Regions from separate parts of the Mus musculus genome. Here region 2 is linked to region 1. A link is a contact called in public promoter capture Hi-C data. All regions are on one chromosome and are shown on one strand. Each heading gives the region's core, a stretch centred on a gene start, on an enhancer-like site or on the middle of the called end of the contact. The rest is flanking DNA. Distances are from core to core; before and after follow the strand shown.

What was found. Capture Hi-C pulls out chosen DNA fragments and counts their contacts.
Region 2: a promoter capture Hi-C map of adipose tissue shows a contact between it and region 1. The contact joins the promoter of Zfp109 here to the promoter of Smg9 in region 1. A contact is called at or near these places in 1 of 39 promoter capture datasets (cranial neural crest) and 1 of 9 other capture datasets (adipose tissue).

What each region holds. Positions count from the first base shown.
Region 1 is chr7:24,395,713-24,401,749 of GRCm38.p6, forward strand. It overlaps Smg9 (smg-9 homolog, nonsense mediated mRNA decay factor (C. elegans)), which reads left to right and starts at 3,916. Exons shown (of 14, transcript NM_028047.2): 1 at 3,916-4,179.
Region 2 is chr7:24,233,921-24,240,192 of GRCm38.p6, forward strand. It overlaps Zfp109 (zinc finger protein 109), which reads right to left and starts at 3,678. Exons shown (of 4, transcript NM_020262.3): 1 at 3,163-3,678; 2 at 2,698-2,755; 3 at 431-557. The coding sequence starts at 2,712.

The DNA.
Region 1 (6,037 bases), core at 2,666-5,165:
ATTCTAAAGAAAAGTAAATGACTAAGATGTTAGCTACTAAAAAATCCTTCCTCAGGTTTATAGAATTCTGGAAAACCTGCTGACCCTCAGATGGCATCAGAGCCCATGTACTAACACAAAATATGCAAATTGCTACGCAGTTTAGAATGTAAAAAAAGTAACGAGACCATTGAGAGAGGAGAGACAGAGAGATAGAGACAGACAGAGAGAGGCCCTCAGAGGCCTAAGTCCAGTTTGAGCTTCCACAAAGAGAAAAGGAGACATTCTGGGAGCAGAAACCCAGCTTAGTGTGCCCGTCCTGTCCACTGTCTCCCTGCACCATCATTCCCTCTTCAGAAAACCTCATTGTGGGGGTGAGGTGGCTCACACCTTAAAACCCAGCACCTCAGAAACACAGGCAGGCAGATCTCAGGAGTTCCAGGCTAGCTGGGGCTCCATAGTAGTTTCCGTGTGTCCCAGGGTTCCCCAAGACAGGAGCCTGGGGTCAGTACTTCCTCTAAATGCCAGCACTTAAATAAAGTTGACTCCCCTACCCTCTCTTATCTCCTAACTGTTTGCTTCTAACATCAGTCTTTTACCTGATCTATTTTGTGTTATTATTCAGTGAGAATAGTCTGTTTTCTTAGCTGTTTCAAATGTAGGATTTACTGTAACTGTAGTCACAATGTCAGACTCTGTGTGTGGGTGGGGGGTGCATGCATGTGAATCTGGATGAACATACCTGAGCACGCACACACTTGTGCACGCACACACCTGAGCACGCACACACCTGTGCACGCACACACCTGAGCACGCACACACCTGTGCACACAGCGATGCTTTGTGTCTTCTCCTATTGCTTGCCACCTCATTGCCTTGAGGCAGGCTATCTCACTAAAGGAGCTCACCCAGTTGGCAGCACCCAGGATATGTCTGCGTCCACCTCCCAACAAATGCTGTGACTCCAGTCCCACTGGATCTGATGCCCTTTCCTGCCCTCCACAGGAACCAGGCACACTCATGGTGCATTTACACACAAGCAGGCAAAACACATAAACACACAAAATAGTTTAATTAAAAAGATAATCCTCTCAAGCACATGTCATCAAGTATACACAGGAATGTTTATAAGAAGGAATATTCAGAGTGCGTATGCGTACAGCAGCAGAAAACTGTTAAGAGCCTGAGCTGCTAACTGCTAAGTTCAGTTCAGCTGGTTTCTGGGGAGGGTGACTGCTGACCCTCACGGAGAACTGCGAGAAGGGCATGCAGTGAGCCAAGCCTGCCTTTCGGGCCAGGCTCTGCTGCTCCCTAAGCATGGGGCCTTCAGGCGCATCTCCTGTCTTCTTATCATCTTTCTGCATCTGTTAAGTGAGGGAGGAGGCTTTATCGAGAGATAGAAGTTACAGGGAAGCAGAGCCTGGTGCCGGTGGCCCAAGGACAATGCCAAATCCCTCCTCTGCCCACTTTGCGGCATGTATGCAGATGAGTGCACTCACCCGTATGTGCATGAGGAGGCCAGAGGTCGATATTAGTGTCTCTCTATATATGTATGTGTGTGTGTGATGTATACATGATGATGTATATATTTAACATGTATGCTTTGTGTATATATATAAATATATATTATATGTATATATAGTATATATACTATATATATGTGTGTATATATATATATATATATATATATATATATAACATGCATGCTGTGCCTCGGGAGGACAGAAGAGGCCTCTTATGGAGGAAGTTCAAGGGGAATTTACTGAGACTCAGTCTCACAAATAAAATAAAATAAAATAAAATAAAATAAAATAAAATAAAATAGAGATGGTTCAGTAGTCAACAGCACTGGCTGCTCTTACAGAGGACAGGGGTTCAATTCCCAGCACCCACATGGCAGCTCTCAACCTTCTGTTGCTCTAGTTCCAGGGGATCCAACACTCTCTTCTGGCCTTGGCAGCCACCAGGCAGGCACGTGGTGCTCAATCATACTTACAAAGCACTCATACATATAAAAGAAAATGAAATCTTTAAAACATGTAAGCGGAGGGCTGGGCTAAGGCTCTGTGGTAGGGAGCTTAACAAGCCTACTTAAATTCAGTCCCCAATACCCTACCTCAAATGTATGAATGCTGAAACCTTAACTAAAGGCCCAGTGAGGTGGCCTGCTGGGTAAAGGCGCTTGGGACCCATGGGATAGAAGGACAGTGCTGATTCTTGCTGACTCCTCTGGCATCCAAATGTGCATTGCTGCATGTGTGCGCACACATCCTAGAGGGCACACATCCCGCTTATAACTCAGTGAATCTGGTGGCATTGAGCACTCTTCATAAACAGCCCTCCAACCAATCACTGCCCTGATGGTTACCTTGAATATGAAAAACTCGTGCTTTCTGTCTCCAGGCTTCAACAATAAAAAAATTCTTCACGGGCTGGAGAGAAGGCTCAGCGGTTAAGAGCACTGGCTGCTCTTCCAGAGGTCCTGAGTTCGATTCCCAGCAACCACATGGTGGCTCACAACCATCTGTAATGGGATCTGATGCCCTCTTCTGGTGTGTCTGATGACAGCTACAGTGTACTCACTATATATATATCCATCCTTTATAAGCTGGCCATGTGGCCCAGGCAGCAGTGTGCTTACCTAGCATGCATAACATGCATGGGGCTCTAGGTTTAATCCCGTGGAGTGTGCCTCTATCAGCACTCCAAGGAACATTTTTTTTTTTTTCAAATTTGAAAGAAAAGCCGAAGGGAAGGCAAACTTTAAGTCTTGGCAGCTAGGTGCCCATAGGAGAACAGAGAAGAGCTTGGCGGGGGCATGGAGGGAGGCGATGCTGTTTGAGTTAGGCTGACATGGAGATCAGCTCTGGGGACAAGCACGCATGTGTGCTTGTGTCTTGAAATGCAGATCAGTGGTAGAGCACATCCTACATAGCAAGGCCCTCTCTCTTTTCTCAGTACAGAAGAGAATGGGAGAGAATAACGAAAAGCCGAGGGGGTGGGGAGAGCCCAGCAGTCCTGAGGCCAAGGCAGGTGGGTTTCTTTGAGTTCTAGACCAGCCTGGTCTACACAGTAAGACCCCACCTCAAAACAAGAGAGCTGCCTTTAATCCCAGCACTTGGGAGGCAGAGGCAGGCGGATTTCTGAGTTTGAGACCAGCCTGGTCTACAGAGTGAGTTCCAGGACAGCCAGGGCTATACAGAGAAACCCTGTCTCAAAACAAACAAACAAACAAACAAACAAACAAACAAATAACCAAGAGAGCTGATTGTGGCGGCACACACAGGTAGGTTATGCTGAAGAGGCAGACACAGGAGGGTAAGTTTGAGGTCAGGCTGATGGACTCACGGTTTTTTTTCTTTAAGAAAGGAAAAGCAATAGGGGAGGTGGAACTTCTGCCTCTCAGCTGTCTTTCCATTGGGTGACTGCACCCTCTGCCCAGTGGCCTTCCAGCTGCTTCAGGCTGTGCCCCTAGTCCTTTGAATGTTTGCCCCTTCTGTAGCCCTGCGATCCGCCCACTTCTGCCGCCCACCTCGTGCCACAGGTCCAAGCCTAGACCTTTCTCTACAGATGTTCTGTCTTGGAGGAGCTGGGCTCTTCCTTAAAGTCCTTCAAGATCGCTTCTTGCAGCCAGCTGAATCAGTCTTGTGCTTGCTCAGATAAGGACGTTAATTCCTCCCTTCCGCCGTACCCTACCCCGATCGGTCTGACAACACTACAGAAGACCCGGGATTCGAACTCGAAATCTCCAGAGCTGCCCACCCAGCCAAACAGCAGGCCCGCCCAGAGAAACAATGCGCACGCGCCTTCTCAGCAGCAACATACTCCCTCGCCCCTCCGTAATCCGCATGCGTGCTGAAGCCAGCCACCTCCATTCACGCATGCTCAGTCTAACGCGCACGTTGGGTTCGCTTGCGCGCCCAGCCCGCGGCGCATGCGCCGAGCTAGCAGCGCAGGCCGTGACTCGTTGGGCTGCGTACTGTGGCTTCCTCTTCTTCCTCCTCTGGGAGCTTCCGGGACGCCAAGGCCTGTTCCGGAATAGCCGGCACCCGTTTTCTCGGCCTCTCTCATTCTCTGGCTTGTGACCTTCCGGCACCATTTACACGGCAGGTGGCTGTGGAGGACCTTCCCCGCCCACGCTGCACTCCCGTCACTCAGAGCGCGCGCTGCGACCCAGGAACTAATCAGCAGCTGCCCTAGGTAAGGGGAAGGGGGGACGCCCCGAGCCTGGGAGAGGCAGGCGCGCCGACGGGGCGGGGTTGGGGGTGGGGCGTATTCAAGCCCCGCCCCCGCCCTGCCGTTAAAAGGTCGCTGGGCGGCTGGCCAATGGGAGTAGGAACGTGAAGGTCTCGGAATTGCGGCGCCGTTAGCTGGAGGTACAAATAAATTAATAGAAACTATAGCCACTGTAAAGTGTCCCTGTAGTGCTGGTACGAGCCTTCTAACAGTATCGGGAGGAAATTTCTGGACACAGTCCCAAAGAAGCCGACATACACCTAGGGCCACCTTCCATGGAAATTGGATTTTGAGGTTCTTCATGCCTGAGTATTGGAAGGAGGCTCCATATAAGACTGCAAGTAGGGGCTGGAGAGATGGCTCAGAGGTTAAGAGCACTGACTGCTCTCCCATAGGTCCTGAGTTCAATTCTCAGCCACCACATGGTGGATCACAACCACCTGTAATGGGATCTGATGCACATTCTACTGGTGTGTATCTGAAGACAGCTACAGTGTACTCATATAAATAAATACATAAATAATATTTTTAAAAAGGGGGGCTAGAGAGATGGTTCAGCGGTTAAGAGCACTGACTGCTCTTCCAGAGATCATGAGTTCAAATCCCAGCAACCACATGGTGGCTCACAACCATCCGTAATGAGATCAGATGCCCTCTTCTGGTGTGTCTGAAGACAGCTACAGTGTACTTATATATTATAATAAATCTTAAAAAAAAAAAAAAAAAGACTGCAAGTAGACTAGGAAGCACTTAGAAAAATACGTGAATAGAACTGGACAAGGCGGCTCACACATGTAATTCCAGTAGTGTGGAGCCAGAAACAGGAGGGTCGCCATGAGTTTGAGACCAGCCTGAACTGCAGAGCAGGACCCTGTTTGAGAGGGAGAGGTGAGGAGGAGGAGGAAACAGTATTAAGTTGTGGAATGCACCATGCCTCAAGAGAAAAGGCATTAGAACAGTTAAGAATTGGGGGTCTCCTGGAAATTCTTGCAAAGCAACTTGTCAATTCTGGAAGATTCTCCAAAGAGGTGCTTCACATGTAGGTGGGAAGATAGCTCAGTGTGTGAAGTGCTTGTTTGCAAGCATGAAGACCCAGGTTTGATCCCCAGCAACCACATAAAAAGTGGAGCCTGGCGGCACGATCTTGTCATCCCAGTGCTGCGGAGGCAAGACTGGCAGATGTGCAGAGCTCCTTGCCCAGGCAAAAACAGTGTGGGGCTGTCAGGATGGTTGTATCAGGTAACGGGGCCACCACAAGGCCAAAGAATTGACTTCCATCCCTGCGGCCTACAGGATGGAAAGAGAAAATGGTCTCTCGGAAGTTGTCACCTGGCCTCCACAAATGTGATATGGCTCTGTGCCTGCTTGCACGCAGGCATGTGTATGTGTGTGTCTCACACACACAAGAAACCCAGAAGCTCCCACCCCAACATTATGCAGATTAGACTTCATTTCTGTGAGGTCAGGAATACCAGCTTAGTAGTTTATGCAGAGCTCTTCCTGGAGAACCCTAGAAACAGCATTGCAGGTCCCAGCTTGCAGGCAGATGGTGTCTCAGGTTCTGGATCGTTCCCCACAAGACCTGATGAGTAGAGTCAACTAGTGATTCCAGAGCAGTGTGCAGAGGGACACTTCACTTGCCTGAAAGGAGGGTGGGTGGTCCCAGTGAACGTCACTTCACTGTGAGGACAGGATCTCCATGGGGGCAGGGGATTAGACTCTGAAGCACTGGGGAGGTCGTCAGGATAATAGGGGAGCAGACAGTTAATTGTGGGGAGGAAGGAGTCCCAGTCTGTGGGGAGAGGGCCTTAGACGGTAAACA
Region 2 (6,272 bases), core at 2,428-4,927, 160 kb before region 1:
TCTTGGAGACAGAGGTCGGGGAAGGTATGGGATGTGGAGTGGTCAGGGGCAGACCAGGAGGGGTATGACGTCTTGACTATAAAAAAGAATTAAAGAATAAAAATAAATAAATTAAAAAACAATAAAGTGGAAGCTGGAGAGATGGTTCCGCAATTCAGAGCACTGGCTGCTCTTCCAGAGGACCCAGAGTAGGTTTGCTGCATGCACATGGTGGCTCACAACCATCTGTAAGTCCAGGTCCAGGGGATCTAATGCCCTCTTCTGGCCTCTGTGGGCATCATGAGTGAATGTGGCACAGACACACACGCAGACAAAACACTCACGTGTACATAAAATACAAAATAAGTAACCTAAAAGGGAAGCAGTGGCGTGCAACAGACACACGGGTGTGAACTCTGACATCACCAAGGACACAAGGCCCCGTCCTCACCCACTGCCAGGAGGTTCCTGAAGTTCTCCAGCATCACATCGTGGTACAGCTTCCTCTGAGCAGCGTCCAGCAGCCCCAGCTCCTCCTCGCTGAAGACCACGGCCACGTCCCTGAAGGTCACTGCCTCCTGTGACGGCAAGCACATGCCACCTCAGATCCATTCCCAATGCCACTAGGACCTGAGCAACTGCTTACACAGAGCCTGTTGTCTTAGTTATGGCTTCTATTGCTGGGACAAATCACCATGACCAAAAGGCAAGTTGGGCAGGGAAGTTTGCTAGGCTTACACGTCCATATTCCTGTTCACTATTGCAGAAAGTCAGGATGGGAACTCAAGGAGGGCAGGAACCTAGAGGCAGGTGATGCAGAGGCCATGAAGGGGTGCTGCTTACTGGATTGCTCATTAAGGCTTGCTCAGACTGCTTTCTGGTATAAACCAGGACCTTCAGCCCAGGATGGCACCAGCCACGGTGGGCTGGGCCCTCCCACATCACTCACTAATTAAAAAAAATGCCCTGCACCTGGATCCTATGGAGGCATTTCCTCCTCAACTGAGGCTCCTCCCTCCCTTCTGACTCTAGCTGGTGTCAAGTTGACACACATCACCAGGCAGTACACCTATTCAACCCTTTCCATGGCTAAAGAGGGGATGTGGGACAAAAACGAGAAAACACTGTGGAAGGAACTTGGCGTCATTACTGCAGCTTCGTCACTAGGTCCATCGCTACTAAATGGGAAGTCATGGATTGCAGAGTTAGGGCGCACCAAGCCCTGTGGGGAGTAACGTGCTGACTTACACTGAGACAATGTAATGGAGCTGGCAATGCCCGGCTCCTCCTGGGCAGTACAGCGTGGGTTTACCTTCATCCAAAGCGCTCTGAAACCCATTTCATGAGTGATGACATCACTTAGAATGCTTAGCGCTGAGCAAGATTATGAATTTCAGATTCAGAATCCTTTATTAGCAAAGTCTATGCAAATGTTCCCAAATCCAAAAGTTCTCCAATTTATGAAACGCTTGTGTGCCCAGGAGTATCTGGCAGACGGCACTCAAGTCTGAATCAATCATTAAGCCCTGAGCCCTGTCCATCTAACAGGCTGTACCGGCTGGTTTTGTGTCAATTTCATACAATCTAGAACTTGGCAACTTCTCAATGCCTCAGTTTGCCCATGTGTATAACAGTATCTCCATTCCACATATCCCTGAAGGGATTAAATGAGTCCACCGAGGGACCTTAGACACAATATGATATGCATTAAGCAGCCAATATATGTCCAACAAAACTAACATCATTGTCTGCATTATGCCAATCATGGCCACACAGTGTTCCATAAAGGTTACATTATACATTTATATAACATTATATGTGTATATAATGTTATATATGTTAAATGTTCTGTCCATATACACACAATATATATAGAAGCATTTTATTTATATATATAGTGTTCCACTGATATATACATAATAACTTTAAAACAAAAATTCAATTAAGTGAAAGTTTCAAGAAAACTATTTTTAATCACTTACCAAGGTACCCAAAAAAATTTTAAAGTGTCCAGTTTAGGCCAGAATACAGAGAATCAGGGATACCTGGTGACTACAAATTACGTGTGAAAATCACCACTGTTGTTAACAAAACAAGCGTCTAGTCCCTGGAGCTGAGGGTACTGTGTAGCTGGGGAGCTTGGCTGAACTCCATGTAAAATACCCGTGCATTTGTATTCATGCTGCAGTTTCCTGAATCATGGCTCCTGGGTGCTCAGCGGTGTCTAATAAATGCGCTGAGTTTCAGGGCTGCTGGGGAGTCTCCATCAGAGCACACAGCTCATTCGATCCCAGCTTGTCTGTACACATGTCTGTGTGTCTGTCCTTTCTTCATTCCTTCATCATCTGAGTTGGGTCAACCACAGAAGCTGTGCGGAAGCCAGACGCTCCCTGGTTGTTCAGGATATGAATGCTCAGGAAGTCCAATGCAGGAAGTGAGGGTGAGCAGTTTTCTGTGTGCATGTGTGTATACATGTGTGCATGCATGTGAGTGTACATATGTACACAAGGGTACACATGTATGTACAGGCTACAGCCCAACCTCTGGTGTCCTTCCTCAGGTGCTGTCTAGGGTTTTTGTTTGTTTTGGGAACAGGGTCCTTCCGTGGCCTGGACCTTGTCAAATAGGCTATGGTGGCTGCAGAGCACTTGCTCAGCATGCAGGGGTCCTGTTTCCAATCCCTAGCACTGTGGGGATGGGGGAAGCAACCCGACTTACCTGTAACTTGGTCATTGTTCTCTTCTCTTTGAGACAAGGCAGGGCTCTGGGAAGCAAGCTGGGGGAGGAAGGGCTTCGTGAGAACACTGCTAGGACAGTTGTTCCACATGGCTTCCTCAGCTTCTCCATCAGCCCCAAGGGCTGTGCGCGCTGACCAGGCTTTTCTACTAAGCTCCCGGGTTACCAGACTCACCACATTCTCTGTTTCTGGAAGCTTCAGGAATACTGGGTACTCCTACCTTCACAAAGCCGCCTGTGGTGATGGGTTTTCTAGAAAAGCAATTCTTTAAGCTCTGAACTCTCTAATGAACGCTGTCAAAACTGACCGTCACTCTCAGACGGGCCTGTTAATTTGATGGCTATTTTACACATACTTGTTTCTATACACGGGAGTGAAATCCCTCCCCCTTCCCAGTCCTCTGTCTCTACCACTAAAAGGTTGACATTCTAGTGAAGGTCGCTCACCTGAAAAAGCCTCCAAAAAGTCTCCATTCCCGCGTGCATGAAATAAGGACCAACAAAAACCTGAACCCTTTCTTTAAAAGGGAGTTTTTGCCCCTGCGATATGGCTCAAGGAGTACATGTACTGTGGTGGAGCCTGGTCAGCTGAATTCGAGTCTCTGGACCCCACATGGTGGAGGAGTGACTCTACTCCCACTTTTTATAAGCTGTGGCACGCCCCACTCTTTAAGTAAATAAACAAATAAATAAATGCAAAAAAAAAAGTCACATCAAAACCAGAGTTGCGTACCACTTAAGGCTTTAGGACACTGGCCATCTGTCACCACAGCTCCTCTACCAGGCTCCCATGGGAAGCTAGACTCTCCCCGGGGCTCCAGGAGCAGCTGAGATGGGTCCAGGAATCCCTGGCAGCGCCACCTCAGGAAGAGCCCAGCTAGAGAGAACCGGTCGCCGCCGCAGCCACCACCACTGCCTGCTTCTCCCGGTCCACAGACTCTGTCCCCACGGGACACTCAGGGAACACGGCGGCACCTGAAGGGGCGCGGGACCCTCCACGTCTCCCCTCCCTGGCACACCCGGAGGTAACCATGCCTCCCGGAGCGGAAGCGACCTCGACCTACACAGGCGCCGGAACTACAGTTCCCAGAATGCGTCAGCAAAAGTGCCTGGCTTTGGAGCACATCTAGGACACCATCAGAAACCTTCCTTAGAAAGGTTACACCCATTTGAGGGATGGAGCCATCCTCACATCTCAACATTTTAAACCGTGAAATCTTTCTGTCCAAAGGAAAAACAGGGACAAAAAAATGGAGCAGAGACTGAAGGAAAGACCGCCCCACCTAGGGATCCATCCCACCTGCAGACACCAAATCCCCACAATATTTCTGATGATAAGAAGTACTTACTAATAGGAGCCTGGTTTGGCTGTTTCCTGAGAGGTTCTACCAACACCTGCAAATACAGCCAGCCGTCGAACTGGCCCCGGGGACCCCAATGGAAAAGCAAGGGGAAGGACTGAAGTAGCTGAAGGGGTTTGCAACCCCATAAGAAGAACAATATCAACTAACTGGACCACCCAGAGCTCCCAGGGACTAAACCACCAACCAAAGAGTACACATGGAGGGACCCATGGCTCTAGATACATATGTATTAGAGGATGGCCCCATCTGACATCAGTGGGAGAAGAGGGAGGCTTGATGCCCCAGAGTAGGGGATGTCAGAGGGGGAAGGCAGAGTGGGTGAATAGGTGGAGGAGCACCGTCATAGAGGCAAACAACACCCTCATGAACAACAACTATAGATACTGTTTTCTTTTCTTTTCTTTTTTTGTTTTTGTTTTGTTTTCTTTGTTGTTTTTGTTTTTTTTTTTTCCTAAACAGTTTCTCTGTGTAGCCCTGGCTGTCCTGGAACTCCCTGTGTAGACCAGCTATCCTCGAACTCATAGATCTGCCTGCCTCTGCCTCCCAAGTGTTGGAATTAAAGGGGTAGGCCACCATGACCAGCTGTGGATACTTTTTTAAAACATTGAAGTCCCATATTATACTGTATTATAAAAGCTAAAACTTACTTCACAACTATAAGAACTCGATTCCACAGCAAAGTCAGAGTCCCTACATAGAATCCCCCAGTGAGGGGCTGGAGGAATGACCTAGTGGTCAAACACAGAGTATCTGAGTCAACATTCTATTGCTGTGAAGAGACACCACCTAGGCACTTCTCTCTGCCTCCCTCTCTACTTACCCCACCTCCCCTATACCCTTTCTCCCTCTGTCTCTTTTTCAATAATTTATTGGTTTTTTAATTCACTTTACATCCCAATCACAGCCCCCTCCCTCCTCTCAGCACAATTCTACCCTTACAAATCCCTCCTCCCTCACTGCCCCCCTTTTGTATCACCCTGCCCTGGGATATCTAGTGCCAGCAGAACTAGGCACATCCTCGCCCACTGCAGCCCAACAAGACAGACAGGTAGTGGGAAGGTAATCCAATGGTAGGCAGCAGAGTCAGAGATAGCTCTCTCTCTACTTATTAGGGGACCCACATGAAGACCAAAGTGCACATTTATTACAAATGTGTAGGGGGGGTCTAGGTCCAGCTCGTGCATGCTCCCTGGTTGGTGATCCAGGTTCTGTGAGTCCCCATGGACCCAGGTTTGTTGACTTTGTAGGTTTTCTTGTGGTGTCGCTGACCCCCGGGGCTTGCTAACATCTATCTCTAACTCTTCCATAAGACTCCCTGAACATTGCCTGATGTTTGGCTATGAGTGTGCGCATCTGCCTCCATCTGATGCCGGATGAAGCCTCTGAGGAGACAGTTATGCTAAGTTCCTGTCTGCAAGCATAGCGGAGTATCATTAATAGTGTCAGGGGTTGGCTCTCTCCCATGGGATGGGTCTCAAGTTGGGTCAGTCATTGGTTGCCTGTTCCCCCAGACTCTACTCCGTCTTTATCCAAGTACGTCTCGTAGGCAAGACAGATTTTGGATTGAAGGCTTTGTGGGTGGACTGATGTCTGCCTCTCTCCTATGGAAGTCCTACCTCCCAGTACAGGAGGTGGCCACTTCAGCCTGGTTCTATCCCGTTCTGGTAGAAATCTCAGCTAGGGTCACCCCTATAGACTCCCCATATTTTTGCCATCCCAGGCTTCCAGCTAGTCACCAGAAATGCCACCCACCAATTTCCATTCTCACTCCTAGACCTTTCCCATCCCCATCTTCTCCCCATACCTGGTCACTATCCCTGTTCCCCTCTTCACCCCCTCTCCTACCCAGTTCCCTCTCTCCATCCACCTCTGATGACTATTTAGTTTCCCCTTCTGAGAGAGAGTCACACACCCTCCCGTGGAACCTCTTTATTACCCAGTGTCTTTGGGTCTGTAGATTATAACATGGTTATCCTGCACTTGGTTAATGTCCACTTATAAGTTAGTACATGGCACATGTGTCTTTCTGGCTCTGGGTTACCTCACTCAAGTTCCATCCATTTGGCTACAGAATTCATAATGCCTTTGTTTTTAATACCTGAACAGTATTCCAAAATTTCCTTATCTATTCTTCAACCAATATACAGCAAGCAAGTAGCCAGCATCAAATGAAAAATGGAGCGAAACTTAAAG